Linked DNA regions of Mus musculus: region 1 is linked to region 2. Evidence: chromatin contacts called from public promoter capture Hi-C data. All regions are on one chromosome and are shown on one strand. Each heading gives the region's core, a stretch centred on a gene start, on an enhancer-like site or on the middle of the called end of the contact. The rest is flanking DNA. Distances are from core to core; before and after follow the strand shown.

Region 1 (7,506 bases), core at 2,772-5,271, 550 kb after region 2:
AAGACAAAATCTGTATCTATATAATGTGTCCAGTGCAATTCTAAAATAAAGGTAAGCCCCTTTAGATTTTTAGACAGATCTGGCTGTCTTAGAACTCACTCTATAGACCTGGCCTTCTAAGTGCTAGAATGTAAAGTTTGTATCACCATGCCCAGTTCTTTTGATTTTTCTATCTTTAATAATGTATTAAACACAGTGCTTAGGATCATCCTCACAGAGTAAGAAAAAGGTGAGGAGATAAACGCTCTTAACAGCTTCTGTGGCTCAAAACCTGCTTCAAGCAACGGTGTCATCACGGAGGTAAGTATTGAAGACTGGAGAGGAACAGAGAGGACGAGGCATTTAAAGAGTCAGATATCCAACTCCCGATACATACACTGGGCATCGTCATGTGTCTTCCTGTGCACTCTCATCACTTACTTTCCACTTCGCTGAAGCACGACCAAAGACACCCTGGACCCGATGTACCATAGAATATTCAATCTCATCCTTCTTAAATGAATATTTAATTCTCTAAAAGGGACAAAACAAAGCCCTAGTTAATGAGTCACATTTATCCAAAGTAGCCTTCACACATGCTCACTCTCAGTATCAACAAATAAATAAATAAATAAATAAATAAATAAATAAATAAAATATCAGAGAATTACAAGTATCCACTTTGGGCACAACATTGGCTATCAACAGTCAGTGTCTCCCAACATAAAACAAACTTTAAAAAAAAAAATTAAGCATTAACTTACTGCTCTTCTTCTCTGGATCAGCTCCAAAAGATTAATTTCATACTATGGGGGAGGGGGAAACACAAAGAGAAACATGAAGAGCATAACGTTTTAAATACGGGAAATGCATAAAAAAGTTAACAACTTGAAATAAAAGACAATTTGTTATTAATAGCCAGAATTCAAAAAAAAAATCTCTAGAATGCCCTGAAAATTCACCTTAGTTCCATAAAATTTACATACACACACACACACACACACACACATACATCTATAGTAAGAGTCTTGTAGGCAGCTAAGAAGCAAAGACAACACATTACTTAGTAGCATGAGATTTTGTAAGATTTATAATATTAATCCAACTTCCTACTTAAAGCAGCATGTTCTAATTTTCAATTTAAAAATTAAAAAAAAATCTAAGTCAGGAATTGTGGCACAAATCTATACCTCAGAGGCTAAGGCTGGAGGAGGGGCGAAGTTCAAGGCGCTAGTGAAGTATGTCAAAACCGGGCATGGTGATGCACGCCTTTAATCCCAGCACTTGGAAGGCAGAGGCAGGCGAATTTCTGAGTTCGAGGCCAGCCTGGTCTACAGAGTGAGTTCCAGGACAGCCAGGGCTACACAGAGAAACCCTGCCTCGAAAAAAAAAAATCTGTCTCTACTCACTTTCTGAGTAGTGTATCTAAAAGTCTGTACCGCCATGCCTCCTGCCTCAGATTCTAAGTGCAAGCCATCAGATCCAGCAAAGCTTTAAGTCTTATGTTTTTGTTTTGATTTTTGTGAGACAAGTCTCACTGTGTATCCAGGCTGATCTCAAACTCAAGATCCTCCTGCCTCAGCCTCATTAAGCGTTAGGATTCTAGGCAGCACCATCATGGCTAACATCCTACCTTTCTGGGGACTGAAGCGATGGCTCAGTGGCTATAATTCCAAAAGGGGGGGAGTTCAGTCCCCCGAACCCACATTCACAACCATCTGTAACACTTCCAGACCCAACACTCTCTTGGGGCCTCTGCAGATATTTTTTTTCATCTTTCTGGTCTGACTCTGTACATAGTAGCCATTCTCCCTCCTTTGACAATTCATCCTATATGTTTAATCTCAACATCAATCTCTTGTCCATTTAGAAGATGGAAAAAATCTCAAAGCAAACCTCTTTTGCAGGTTGACAGTGCTAAGCAAGCCCTCTACAGACCTTCCAACCGCCTGCCGTTGTCAAACTCCTCTAGCAGGCCCACTGCCAGAAGACAAGTTTCCTGCTAAAATCCTGATACACAATGATGTTGCTGATCTACTGACCCAACAGGAGGAAATAGTTCACTCTGACAAGGACCAAGCCTTATTGGGCAATTGCCCTCCACACAGTCATCTCTGATCCTAATTTTAAAAAACGTGCACACAATCATAGAATTCTGGATTTCTGTAGAAAACTGCTGTGAAGCTCACCACTGTCTGATTTAAAATTCTTGAAGGGAGCTGGGCGTGGTGGCGCACGCCTTTAGTCCCAGCACTTGGGAGGTAGAGGCAGGTGGATTTCTGAGTTCGAGGCCGGCCTGGTCTACAAAGTGAGTTCCAGGGCTACACAGAGAAATCCTGTCTCGAAAAACCAAAAAAAAAAAAAATTCTTGAAGGGAATTAAAAAGCTATAGACTCACTCACTTGAACATAGTTGATAAAGTCTTCCTTGAGAAGGGTTCTCCGATGTATTTTGTATTCTAGGTCGGAAGCCTTCTTGATGATAGCCCTGCAGAGAGAGCAAATTACACTGTGACATTTGAGAGGTTAAATGTGATTTTTATTTGGGATATACCGAAAACGGACATTTAACAGGAACATCTAGTTCCTGAACACAGTTATCTTCCACAGGCAAAGCACGCATTCTCTTACACACTTACTCTATGCTGTTACACACTTACTCTATGCTGTTAAGAACATCCACATACAGTTTTAAACTTTCAGGAAAATCACCTCAGTTGCCAAGATCATTACTGTTCCCACCAGCAAAGTAAATAATGCCTAATGCTTTTTATTATTTATACATACTAACAAAGATTTCTCCTCCAAATTTAGGCTACTTAGGGGCTTGTCTTGGGGTGTGTGTGTGTGTGTGTGTGTGTGTATGTATACATTCTCTAGAATCAAACTCAAGGCGTTGGCATGCTAAGCAAGCACTCTGCAATGCTCTTAGCTTCAATGCTTAGGTTTTTGTTAACCAAATCTCTATCCTAAAATCTTGGGTCTATTTTCAGCATGTAAATTCTTAAAACCTAAATTGTCTCTAACTAAATATTACGACAAAGGAGTGAGCATACATGTGTTCTAAGAAAAACAGAATACTCAAGACAATATTTAAGAATGGTAACACATTTAGCACCGCGCCCCCCTTGTTTTTCCAGACAGGTAGCACTCACAGGGATCCGCCCACCTCTGCCTCCCAAGTCCTGGGATTGAAGGCCGGTGCCCTGACTCCGGGCAACATTTAGCACTTTCTAAGCGTCCTCGCGGTGTTTCCTAACGTTTTTCTTTGCGGATCCTACACTCACACTACTACTGCACTTTTATCTAGAGTCATAGAAAAGTAAACTGTTACAGAAAATCACTAAAAGTAACTGATTTTACCAAATTACCAAATGCCAACTATATTCCGTGCCCTGTGGCAGAGCGCTAAAGAAGCATAGGAAATGAATTGAATGGTCTTCAGTCTATAAGTTTAGTTAGGGAGACCTACCCACTCCCCCTGGGCTTCCGTGGCGCTGTACTCGACTATCTAAAGCTGTATACCCCAAACTTTTAAACTATAACCATTTTCTAATCGGAATTCTCCCGCCATTCACACTGCCCAGTATCCTTGACGGGCTAGGATCCTGGCTGGATCACCTTTACGGCCGCAAGACCCTGACCATTGGATGACGGTCAGTAGGAAGGGTAAACGGACTGATTATGGATCGCATTGCAATACGTTAAAGTTGAATTCTGACCGTGGTCAAATTCCAGCCACGGACTTTTCCCTCTGCTAGCATGGTAGCTACAAACAAACTCAGAAAAGTCAGCACGCCGGTCCCCGCCACACACTGGCCTCAAGCTCCCCTCCGGCCTCCCCGCTCCTTCCTCTTCCCTGATCCTCTCTCACTTAATCTCCGCGTGACTGAAGAGTCCGATGCGCTCCAGCTGTTCCAACTCCGGGATTCGATCTTCTATACGTTCCTGAATTATCTCCGCCATGAGGCTGGAACTTCACAAGCAGCCGGGCGGCCGATAAGCGTAGAGAACAGCCACCTTTCAGCCTCACTCTTAGTGATTGACTGAACGTGCTTCGTAAGTCCCGCCTTTTCCGCTTCCGCCATTGGGGAGCCCCTCTTTTCTAGCGAAGCCGCTGTCGCCTCCCTGTGGTTGACTATAGGATTGCAGCAAGAACCTTTTCCGGTCTGGGAATGCATCTTTTGCGGGGGCGGGGCTGGGGGCGGGGCTAAATCCTCGCGCCTCGGAGACCGGAAAAAGCTCCTCCCGGAATACCTGATAGGAGCTTTAAGTACGCTACCTGGAAGTCATTTGTTTTTATCATGCTCCTGTCGCAGGTTCTCGCTTCTCGTCACCGAGAACACTGAAAACTAAAAAATGTAACTGAAGACGATATTGTTAATTATGCAAATTCGATGAGGCTCTAAGGCTGCGGACCAGCTGCCCTGGTCTTAGTCGGCTGGCTTCACGAAACCAGTATGGTAACCGTGCATTTTCACGTCCCAATGAAAGCCTCTGAATGGTTGGTTCTTTTTAAAATGGTGAGAAAAAATGTATTATTTAAATAATTAGGGCCATCGTGCTACCTAGCCTGGCAACCTAAATTCGGTAGAAGGAGAGCACTGACTCCTGCAAATTATCCTCTGATCTCAACACGCGTTCTATGGCGCGTGTGCCCGCCCACGTGAATACACACACGGTTTTTAAATTAAAAATAAATATCTTGACCTATGTAGACAAAATACTTCAAAATTTTAGGCACTGGATAAATAGCAGAAACTGTCATTTGTTTTAGAAAACAATGAAAAGTTTGAAAGTTGGTGAAATAGATCAATATTTACACAGATCTTCCTTACAACATTGTCCAAGCAAATTAGTGTTTCTAAGAGATCCACCTTGGAAGCAACATTGCTGTATAATTACTACCACCTTAAAAAAAAAATCTGTGGTTCCCTTCTCTGTTAAGTTCTGGAAGATGATAAAAAGCCAAAGCAGGGCTTCTTGCTAGACCTGTTATTAGAACACTCACGTCGTTACCCCGGTCTTCTACGTGATTTATGAGAGGGAACTAGACTTCATAGTCACCCAGAGCCACCCAGCTCCTTGCTTTCCTTCCCTTTCTGTTTCACATCTTGTCCCACTGGCCTCAGAACTGACACAAAGGTCAATGTGAGCTTCATCACTTCCCAGCCCTTTCAGATCTAAGATCTGAGACATGGAAGGAAATCATGTATGTAAATTAAAGATGCAGTTTCCTTGTAATAGTAACGCAGGACTTGTTGTTATTAGTCAGAATGGGGATGACTGTGAACAGCAAGTCCAGTGTGGGCAGGAAGCTTGTAATAATAAAAAAAAAAATCAACAAATAAATGCGCAAGTGTAAGGCATTTATAACGTTTCTTTAAGTTCAAGGAAGTCAACAAGCCTGACAGATTGTAATCCTTCCTTTCCAGACAAATTTGACAGAGAGTAATGAGCTAACTACAGTTCTTTGTTGTTTTTTTTTTTTTTGGTTTTTTTTTTTTTTGCTAACTACAGTTCTCAACTGTGCTCTCCACTGTTGTTTTGATATTTAGCTGTTATACTTATCTTGCCTTAAGAATTACTATAATAAAAATGACAAAATCGTCTCTTCACCTCAGCCTGTCATAATAACAGCTGTCTCACTATGTGCCCAGTACTATGAGCAAGGCTGTGATCTTCATGTGAATCACATGAATGTTTTATTTTTGGTTGTGAGCCTAGCCTTTACAGGCTGAGCCATCTCTCCAGCCCAGTGTTTTATTCATTTAGCTGACCCTGGTGGTGAACACCTTTAATCCCAGCATTTGGGAGGCAGAGGCAGGTGGCCATCTTTGTTTGGTTGTTTGTTTGGTTTGGTTTGGTTTTTGAGATAGTGAATCTCTTATGCATACCAGGCTGTCTTGGAACTCTCTCTGTAGACCAGGCTGGCCTCTTATTCAGAGATCCATTTACCTCTGCCTCCCCAGTGCTGAGATAAAGGCATGCAATATCACACACAACTCTATTTTGTATCATCATCATCACCATTATATCAACCTAAGAAGGCTGAAAACACCTACTAAGGAATGGGGATGGGAGGGGACATCTAGTTCAGTGGGCTAGTGATAGAACACAGACAGTCCTAAGCTCAATCCTCAGAAACAGTTCACCCCCCCGGAAAAAAAAAAAGGAAAGAAGAAAAGGAAAAATTACCAGCCTTCGTCTCTAAAACACATTTACATGAAGTTTGCATTTTATTTCACATAACTCACTAGTATAGCTTTACACTCCTGATCCTGATCAGCCAGAATCTCCCATGTGCTGGCACTGTGGGCCACTGTGCTTGGCTTTTATTTGTTTGTTTGATTGTGTGTGTGTGTGTGTGTGTGTGTGTGTGTGTGTATTATATGTATGTATGTATTGCATACATCTATGTATTTGCACCACTCATGTGTCGTGTCTAATGCCCAAATCAGAAGAAGGTGGCAGGTACCCTAGGACTAGTTGCAGATGTTTGTGAGTTGCCACGTGGGAAGTCCTCTGTAAGAGCAGCAGGGTCTTAACCACACTGAGCCATCTCTCCAGCTCCCGTGTGCTTGGCTTTTTAAGTAGTTGTTTTGTTTGTTTTAATCTGTTGTGTGTATGACGTGTGTATGATATGTGTTGGTGTGTATGTGTGTTAGTGTGTATGATATGTGTATAATGTGTATATGATGTGTGTTTGTGTGTATGATGTATGTCTCTGTGACTGAATGATGTGAGTTTGTATGAGTGTGTGGACCCACGGGACAATGTTGGGTGTTGAGCCCTGCCTTCCACTTTCTCCCAGTTGATGCTTGAAGCAAACAACCTGGCCCTTGAGTTTCCTGGGATTCTCCTGTCTGCACTCCTGGAGAACCTGGGTGACAGGTGGGTGCTTTACATGAATTCTAGGGATTCCAGTTTCTGGGGATCCAAACGCTGATGCTCATACTTGTATGGTAAGTACTTTAACCACAGAACCAGCTCCCAAGTCAAGTGGTTATTGTAATATAGAGTTTCATGATCCCTGTCTCAATGACCAAGAAAGAGAGAGGCCAGAAAGATGGATTCTGATCACCTACAACCTTCAAGGAACAGTTCATCCCCATTTTGGTGCTGATGAGCCAGTTTGGAAAACAGCAAACTGCCTTCTGCTAAGATCCTGAGACAATCTCACAAGAATCCCACCATAGGAACACTAACCAGAAGTTAAAACGTCCACTCCTGCCTTTAACACATTTGGATGTATACTTGAAAGTAAAGTTGAACTTATCCTTGGGTTGGTCACATTGTACAGCCGAAGACAAAGTTCATAGAGGGCTCAATGGCTCGAAATAGCAAAGAAAGAAATGTTAGTCTCCTCCAGCCCTCATCATTATTTGAAAAAAGAAAAATACCTAATTACAGACACAATGACAGACAGGCAAAGCACCTGGAGTCCCATCCCCCCAAGCTGTTCAAAGTTCCCGTGCCTGCTTCTCCCACACAGAGAGCCCCGAAGGACTTCAAAGTCAGGCATAAA
Region 2 (6,716 bases), core at 2,563-5,062:
GGAGTTACAAGCAGTTCTGAGCACTCAGTGTGCGTGCTATAAACTGAATTCTTGTTCTCTGAAAGAGTAGCAAGTGGTCTTAACTACCCAAAACCATTGCTTCTGGGTAGTTAATTTTTAATAGTTTTATTTCTTGCTGGTGCTGCTTTTTAAAATTAAAACATACAAGGACAAAGGCCTGGCACACTTAGAGATTCTTTGCACATCTAGTTGGTCCGGTCTGTCTTCCTCCTTTGATTGGTCAGGTCTGATTTCCTAGTGATCTTCATAAGGTCTCTATAACCATTTGACCCAGTCCTGAACTGTTCAGGACATATCACAAAAGCAGTGCACAGGTGACTGGACAACGTCACTGGGCGTCATCATCATCCTCAGTATCATTTTAATTCTGCATGGACTGCCTTTTTATTAGCTGTCAAGTCTGTTAGATACTGGTGCTGCTTCCATCTTCGTCTAGGTCTATGTAGGGCCCTGAGCTCCTAAGGAACATCTTGTTTCAGCTGGCTTTAATTATGGCTTGTGGCAAAGCTGCATTTAAATTTTTTTTTTTTTATTTCTAGAAATGAAATTTAGATAACAGAATACCCTTGGGTATATTGTTTAGAAGACTGGAGGTTTCTATACTCTAGAGTAGTAGAAAAAAAGTCTACCACAACCAATACAGGCTAATGATTAAGCTTCAAAGGTAACATCGAAAGGAAAGATATAGTCAACTAATACTTAGTTCAAATGTATAGTAAGGAATGTTTCCTTTCTCTATAGTAAGTCAACAGAGAAAGTAGAGAAAAGTGTTTCATGCATTTTTAAAAAAGTGCTTACTCTTTAAATATGAAATGATAGCCAAATACAAGCCATTTGTGTTTATAGTTGGAGTTTTAGAGTTGGCTAATTTGCTACTTTGTTAGATTTATCTGTAGTAGTACAAACTAGGTGTTTTGTCTTCCTGTATTTCCATTCTGTAGAAGCTGTTTCTGGACAGTTTACGGAAAGCACTCGCTGGCCATGGAGGAAGCAGGCAGCTGACTGAGAGTGCTGCCATTGCTTGTGTCAAGTTGTGTAAAGCAAGTACTTACATCAACTGGGAAGATAATTCTGTCATTTTCCTACTGGTTCAGTCCATGGTAGTTGATCTTAAGGTAATATGCTGTTCTTTCCCTTCTATAGACTTTAAGAAAATTAAGTGGATAACCTTCTTGTATAAATATTCTGCTGAAGATAATTGCTAACTCTAAATTTTGAGTTAACTTAGATGTTGTGTTCAGAGGACCTGCTTTTGTTGTTACTGTGCTCATTAGACTGAGAACAGGAAGACTGATATGCACTGGGTTTCCTTAATGTATAGATAGATGCTTGGATCGTAGATGATATCGATAGACTATAGTAACCAGTATTTAGTGCTTTTTCCGGCGACTAAAGTTTATTATAATCAATGTGACTAATGTTGATTATGTTTATATTCCTTGTTAAGTAAATACTTCATGACTATTTAAAGGCCATTGTTTTCTATTGGGATTTTTATAGAACCTGCTTTTTAATCCAAGTAAACCATTCTCTAGAGGCAGTCAGCCTGCAGATGTGGACCTCATGATTGACTGTCTTGTCTCTTGCTTTCGGATAAGCCCTCACAACAACCAACACTTTAAGGTCAGATCGTTGTTTTATATAACCATGCATATTATATATATGTATTATATAACATAATATTGATGTGGTTATCTCTATAAAATGCAGAAACTATAAAGATGAATAGGTGTACTTTCATTAGTGTTTCTTTTTTTTAAAAGATTTATTTTTATTTCATGCATCTGGATGTTTTAGCTGCATTTATATCTGTGCACCATGTATGTGTATGGGGGTGACGGAGGCCAGAAGATGGCATTGTGTCCCCTGGAACTGTAGTTCTAGACAATTGTGAACTGCTGTGTGTGAGTGCTGGGAACTGAACCTAGATCGTTTTAAAGAGCAGTCATTGGTCTTAAACTCTGAGATATCTTTCTAGCCTCTTACTAATATTTCTTAACTCTAATTCTTGATGTTAATTTCAACACCTTAAATTTATTTTATTGAAAGTAACTTACTTTTTGCTGTTTTTTTCTCTCTGTTTGTTAATGTACTTTTTTTTTTTTTTTTTTTTTTTTTTTTTTTGGCAGATCTGCCTGGCTCAGAATTCACCTTCTACATTTCACTATGTGTTGGTAAACTCACTGCACCGCATCATCACCAATGTAAGTCTAAAGCTAGTACTGTACTACTAACAAGTAAAGTAAAAGCTAGTACTGTACTACTAACAAGTAAAGGTCTCTTTGTTGATTTGGGTTATATGTTCTTTTCTTTTTAAGGAAGATTCTGGTTTTATCAACTGTTCTGAACTTAGACCTTTCTGTAAAGCAGAGCTTCCCTAAGATGATCCCACGAGCAGTTGATGTCCAGCTGCAGCTGTATATTCAGTCTCTACCTGAGGCTTTTAGTGAGAGGGATGGAGTTAATAGAATCTTTTGTAAGGAATAAGCCTACAAAGTGTCATTTAAAGTTCAAAATCTGTTGAGAACAATGCCACTGAAAAACAATTTAGTGCTTTCTTTCTTACTATCTTTGTTAAGTTGGAAGGAAGAGTAATTGTAGTACAGCCTAGCTATGGGCATTTAAAATGGTGAAGCTTCATTTGATTTTACCTTTTCATCCCCTTAATTAGAATAAAACACATGCTTTAAAATAAATACCACAAGAGACAAAAGCATTTCAGAGAAAATAGCTGACTTCATTAGAGGTATTTGTGCTGTGTGTGTACTAAATGGAAAGCAGACAGGAAGGTAGTAGTAGATGTGGACTGCAGAATTTAAAATCTCCATGTATGGACATTCTTAGTCATGTATGTTTTTCTTAGTACTACTTTTACACATTGGCAGATATGATACACTTATGAGTAACTTGTTCACTTTGTTTCTTTTTTTCCTCCCTTAAAGTCTTTGATGACTAATACTTTGGAGTATTTGTCTTACTTCTAAATTCTGTTATGACTTGTGAATTAAAATAATACCCATTCCTTTATTTGCCTTGGAATTATCAAATTAAACCTAACATTACTCTTTTTTAAAGGTATTTTTGCAGGGGAAAATAACTGCTGATCAAGCTACTTAGTGACATACTCATTTTGCTTGGTGGAGTGCTAGTAGCATTTTAGGATGTTGGGTCTCTGTTTTAGCCTGGCCTTGCAGGACATCCATCATTCATGAAACGGCAACCACGCTCTATCTCCTGCATTATGAACAACTAAATGCTTAGGAATAATACAGCCCTCATTTGAATATCACTGATAGAGGTATAAGTTACACTTAATCCAGTTAGTTCCAATGAGGATAGTATTGTGAATCTAAGTGTAGATAGAATATGTTTATATCAAAACCTGTACATTTGCCAGTGTAATGACTCAGGCCATCGTCTCATTGACTCAGCACATTGACTCATTCTAAGCTTTAGTTTTAAATTTAAAAAACAACAAAAAAGATGATTTTCCTATCCCATAAGTTTATATGTAATTCCAAAATACTAGTTGCCTACCTTGATTCAAAATATTGAAAGTATTCCACTTAATTAGATAACTTTATATGAATGGTTAACATTTAATAAATCCAAGTTTATAGTCTTTGGATATTCTGTGATTAGTTACTTTAATTGTGAAATATTTTTGTCTATAATTGAATACATAGAGCACTTTCAAGCATGGACTTGGCACTGCTGTAAGTGGCTGAGCTGCTTCTTTCTGGGTTTCAAGCATGCCTGGAGTGTTAGTTCCTGCATGCCTCCGTCCGTCTGTGTGCCTGGTGAAAGCGTGTTCTCCCCTTTCTGAGGAGTGCTGCATGTATGAAGGCAGAGTGTGTCTGCATCCGGGGACATTTGTATATAAAGCACCCATACTGACTAGTCTTTAAATACATCAACATCTGTTGAGTGGAATAGCTTGTAAACAACTCAGATAATGCCAATGTGACTTTTTGTTTGTTTGTTTCTTGAGACAAGGTCTCACCATGTAGTTTTAGACGGTCTGAAACTATGTAGACCAGGCAGGCCTTAAACTCAGAGAGCTCCATCTGCCTCCTGAGTGGTGGGGTTAAAGGACTGAGCTACTGTACCCAGCTTCCAAAGTGACTTTCAGTTATACTTTAGTTATACCTCATCCTTAGAGATTGCTGAGTAAATTGTGTTTTATTAGAGTCCACACTACCAAGACTTGAGGCCAAAAAATACTGACTTTAAAGTACTTTTAATTGTTAAAGACTGTAACAGTAAATATGCAGATTTATACAGTTGAGTTTTATAGAGTTTTACTGGAAACTTTTAGTAGGAAAATGTTTGTTTTCAAGTAATATGAATTCTTTCCTAGATTCATGGAGTCTAGATCTTTAATTTGTTGGTATATATTTTCTTTTTAAATGCTTTGGTTCAGTATACCTCCTCAGCGCACCTTTTCCATGTCTACTAAGCCAGTTTACAGCTTTAAAAAATTATTATGTTCTCCTAAAAGATAAAAGTTGTAATCTTTTTGTGGGTTTATATAGAATGAGAAATTATGTTTGGAGTTTTATATTGCTTCTGTGAGATGTCCTCATACACAATTTATAAGTACTATGTTTAAATCTAAAACATTCCAATTTCTTTTAGAGATTCTTAAAGTCTATTCACTATTTGAATTTTGATGCAGTGGTAATTTTTTTTTTAGTAGTTTCTAAAGTGGTATTTATACTGTCACTTTTTGAAAATGATGTGCACTAAGAGAGAAACTATAGTTTTAAGATCTATATTACATCTGTATCATCTTTATAGGCTTTTTAAAGGTTAAATTAGATGTGCAGCTAGGAAATTTTAAAAATATACATGTAAGTCAACATGCTACAGATAGGACAGTAGTTCATTGCAGATTTTTTTCTTGTAGCAGTTTATTGTAGTTTGCCTTTTAATAGTTCATATATTGAAGGTAATCTCTGGCAAGAGATGGTTAAAGAAGTATTTCTAGGGTACTTGAAAATTATTTAAATAACCTTGAGGAATGTACATAATTCACTTATATTAGTCTTAATATTTTTAATAAACTATTGTTAAGGGGAAATGTCTATTTCATTGACTAGTTTCAGAATGCACACACTTAGTAACTGACTAAAACACTAAAGTTTTATTAACTCAGGGATGTCTAATCTTTAGTGCCTATTTTATTTGAGAATATAGCCTTTACTTTGAAATAAATGAATTAATTCCTTATGAAAATAGAAAATTATAAAAAATTTTAAATCTTAAGTCTAAAAGTTAATATATAGTTGTCTTAGTTAGGGTTTCTATTCCTGCACAAACATCATGACCAAGAAGCAAGTTGGGGAGGAAAGGGTTTATTCAGCTTACACTTCCATACTGCTGTTCATCACTAAAGGAAGTCAGGACTGGAACTCAAGCAGGTCAGGAAGCAGGAGCTGATGCAGAGACCATGGAGGGATGTTACTTATTGGCTTGCTTCCCCTGGCTTGCTCAGCCTGCTCTCTTATAGAACCTAAGACTGCCAGCCCAGAGATGGTCCCACCTACAAGGGGACCTTCCCCCTTGATCACTAATTGAGAAAATGCCTTACAGTTGGATCTCATGGAGACACTTACTTCCCCAACTGAACCTCCTTTCTCTGTGATAACCTCAGCCTGTGTCAAGTTGACACATAAAACTAGCCAGTACAATAGTGCATACATATTACTGTGGTACAGTTTTGCAGTTATCAAAAATGATTACATAGTAAGGTGGTTGTGGTGGCTTATGCTTGTAGTTCTAGCATTTAAGAGGCTGAGGCAGGAGAATCACAGGTTCTAGACCAGTTTGGACAACATAGTGAATTCCAGCAAGAACATGTGTCAAAAACCAAACAGATGTAAACTAAACCAAAACTGAAAATAGCAACCCCCCACTCCCAGTAGTTTGATAAGATATTAAAGGAGATGCTTGTCTATTTAGTTTATTGATTTCTGCCAAGATTTTATGCAGTGTATAGGAAGAAGTCAGGACTCAGTGTACTCTTTTTTTTTAAATCATTGAGCATTTTGTTACTTTCAGGTGATTAACAAAACATAGAAATCTGGTTACACTGATCACTGATGGCCTTGGGCAGATCAGTGCCTCAAATCTGAGAGATGTGTTATATTTTGTGATGGTTAGTGTTGTCAATAAAGTCTGAAGATGAGCCTTTGAGCATATCCATGAAGATTGATATCATGATTACGTTAATTGAGATAGGAAGGCCCCTGACCACTGTGTGGTACCATTCCCTGGGCAGTGAGCAGAGAAAGCTCTTTGTTCCTGCTTATGGATTTGATGTGACCAGCTCTCTCCAGCTCTTGCCACTTTAACTTCCTTGCCACTAGAACCTGGAATTGTGAGCTAAATAAATTCTTTCTCCCTGAAGTTGCTTTTGTCAGAGTATCTAATTACAACAACATGAAAAGAAACGGAGACAGTAAACACCACCAGTGTGTAGGAATTGGCTAAATCAAATAACTGAGAGACAGCATAACCACAATAGTTTAACATTTATATTTCTTAAATTAATGAATTTTTAATGTGCATGGTTGTTTAGCCTACTATATGTCAGTAGGGGCTAGAAGAGGGTGTTGGATCCTCTGGAGCAGGAGCTGCAGATAGATGCGAACTGCCATGTAGGTGCTAGGAATTGAATCAGGGTCCTCTGT

The links. Promoter capture Hi-C pulls out the DNA fragments that hold promoters and counts their contacts.
Region 1: a promoter capture Hi-C map of hippocampal neurons shows a contact between it and region 2, with 3 times the contacts expected there. The contact joins the promoter of Utp6 here to the enhancer-like site in region 2. A contact is called at or near these places in 6 of 39 promoter capture datasets (the 3T3-L1 cell line, the C10 cell line, cranial neural crest and 2 more) and 4 of 115 datasets of contacts at active chromatin or transcription factors (bone marrow-derived macrophages, embryonic forebrain, embryonic stem cells and 1 more).

The regions. Positions count from the first base shown.
Region 1 is chr11:79,958,366-79,965,871 of GRCm38.p6, forward strand. Utp6 (UTP6 small subunit processome component) reads right to left here and starts at 4,022. Exons shown (of 19, transcript NM_144826.3): 1 at 3,853-4,022; 2 at 2,382-2,466; 3 at 744-785; 4 at 421-513. The coding sequence starts at 3,944.
Region 2 is chr11:79,410,534-79,417,249 of GRCm38.p6, forward strand. It overlaps Nf1 (neurofibromin 1), which reads left to right. Exons shown (of 58, transcript NM_010897.2): 9 at 963-1,136; 10 at 1,522-1,644; 11 at 2,151-2,225. Among named protein-coding and RNA genes, the nearest start is that of AU040972, 70 kb to the right of the region's middle. Within about 2 kb of position 3,813, at least 24 of the 459 cell types and tissues checked have an H3K27ac peak or open chromatin away from gene starts, as enhancers often do.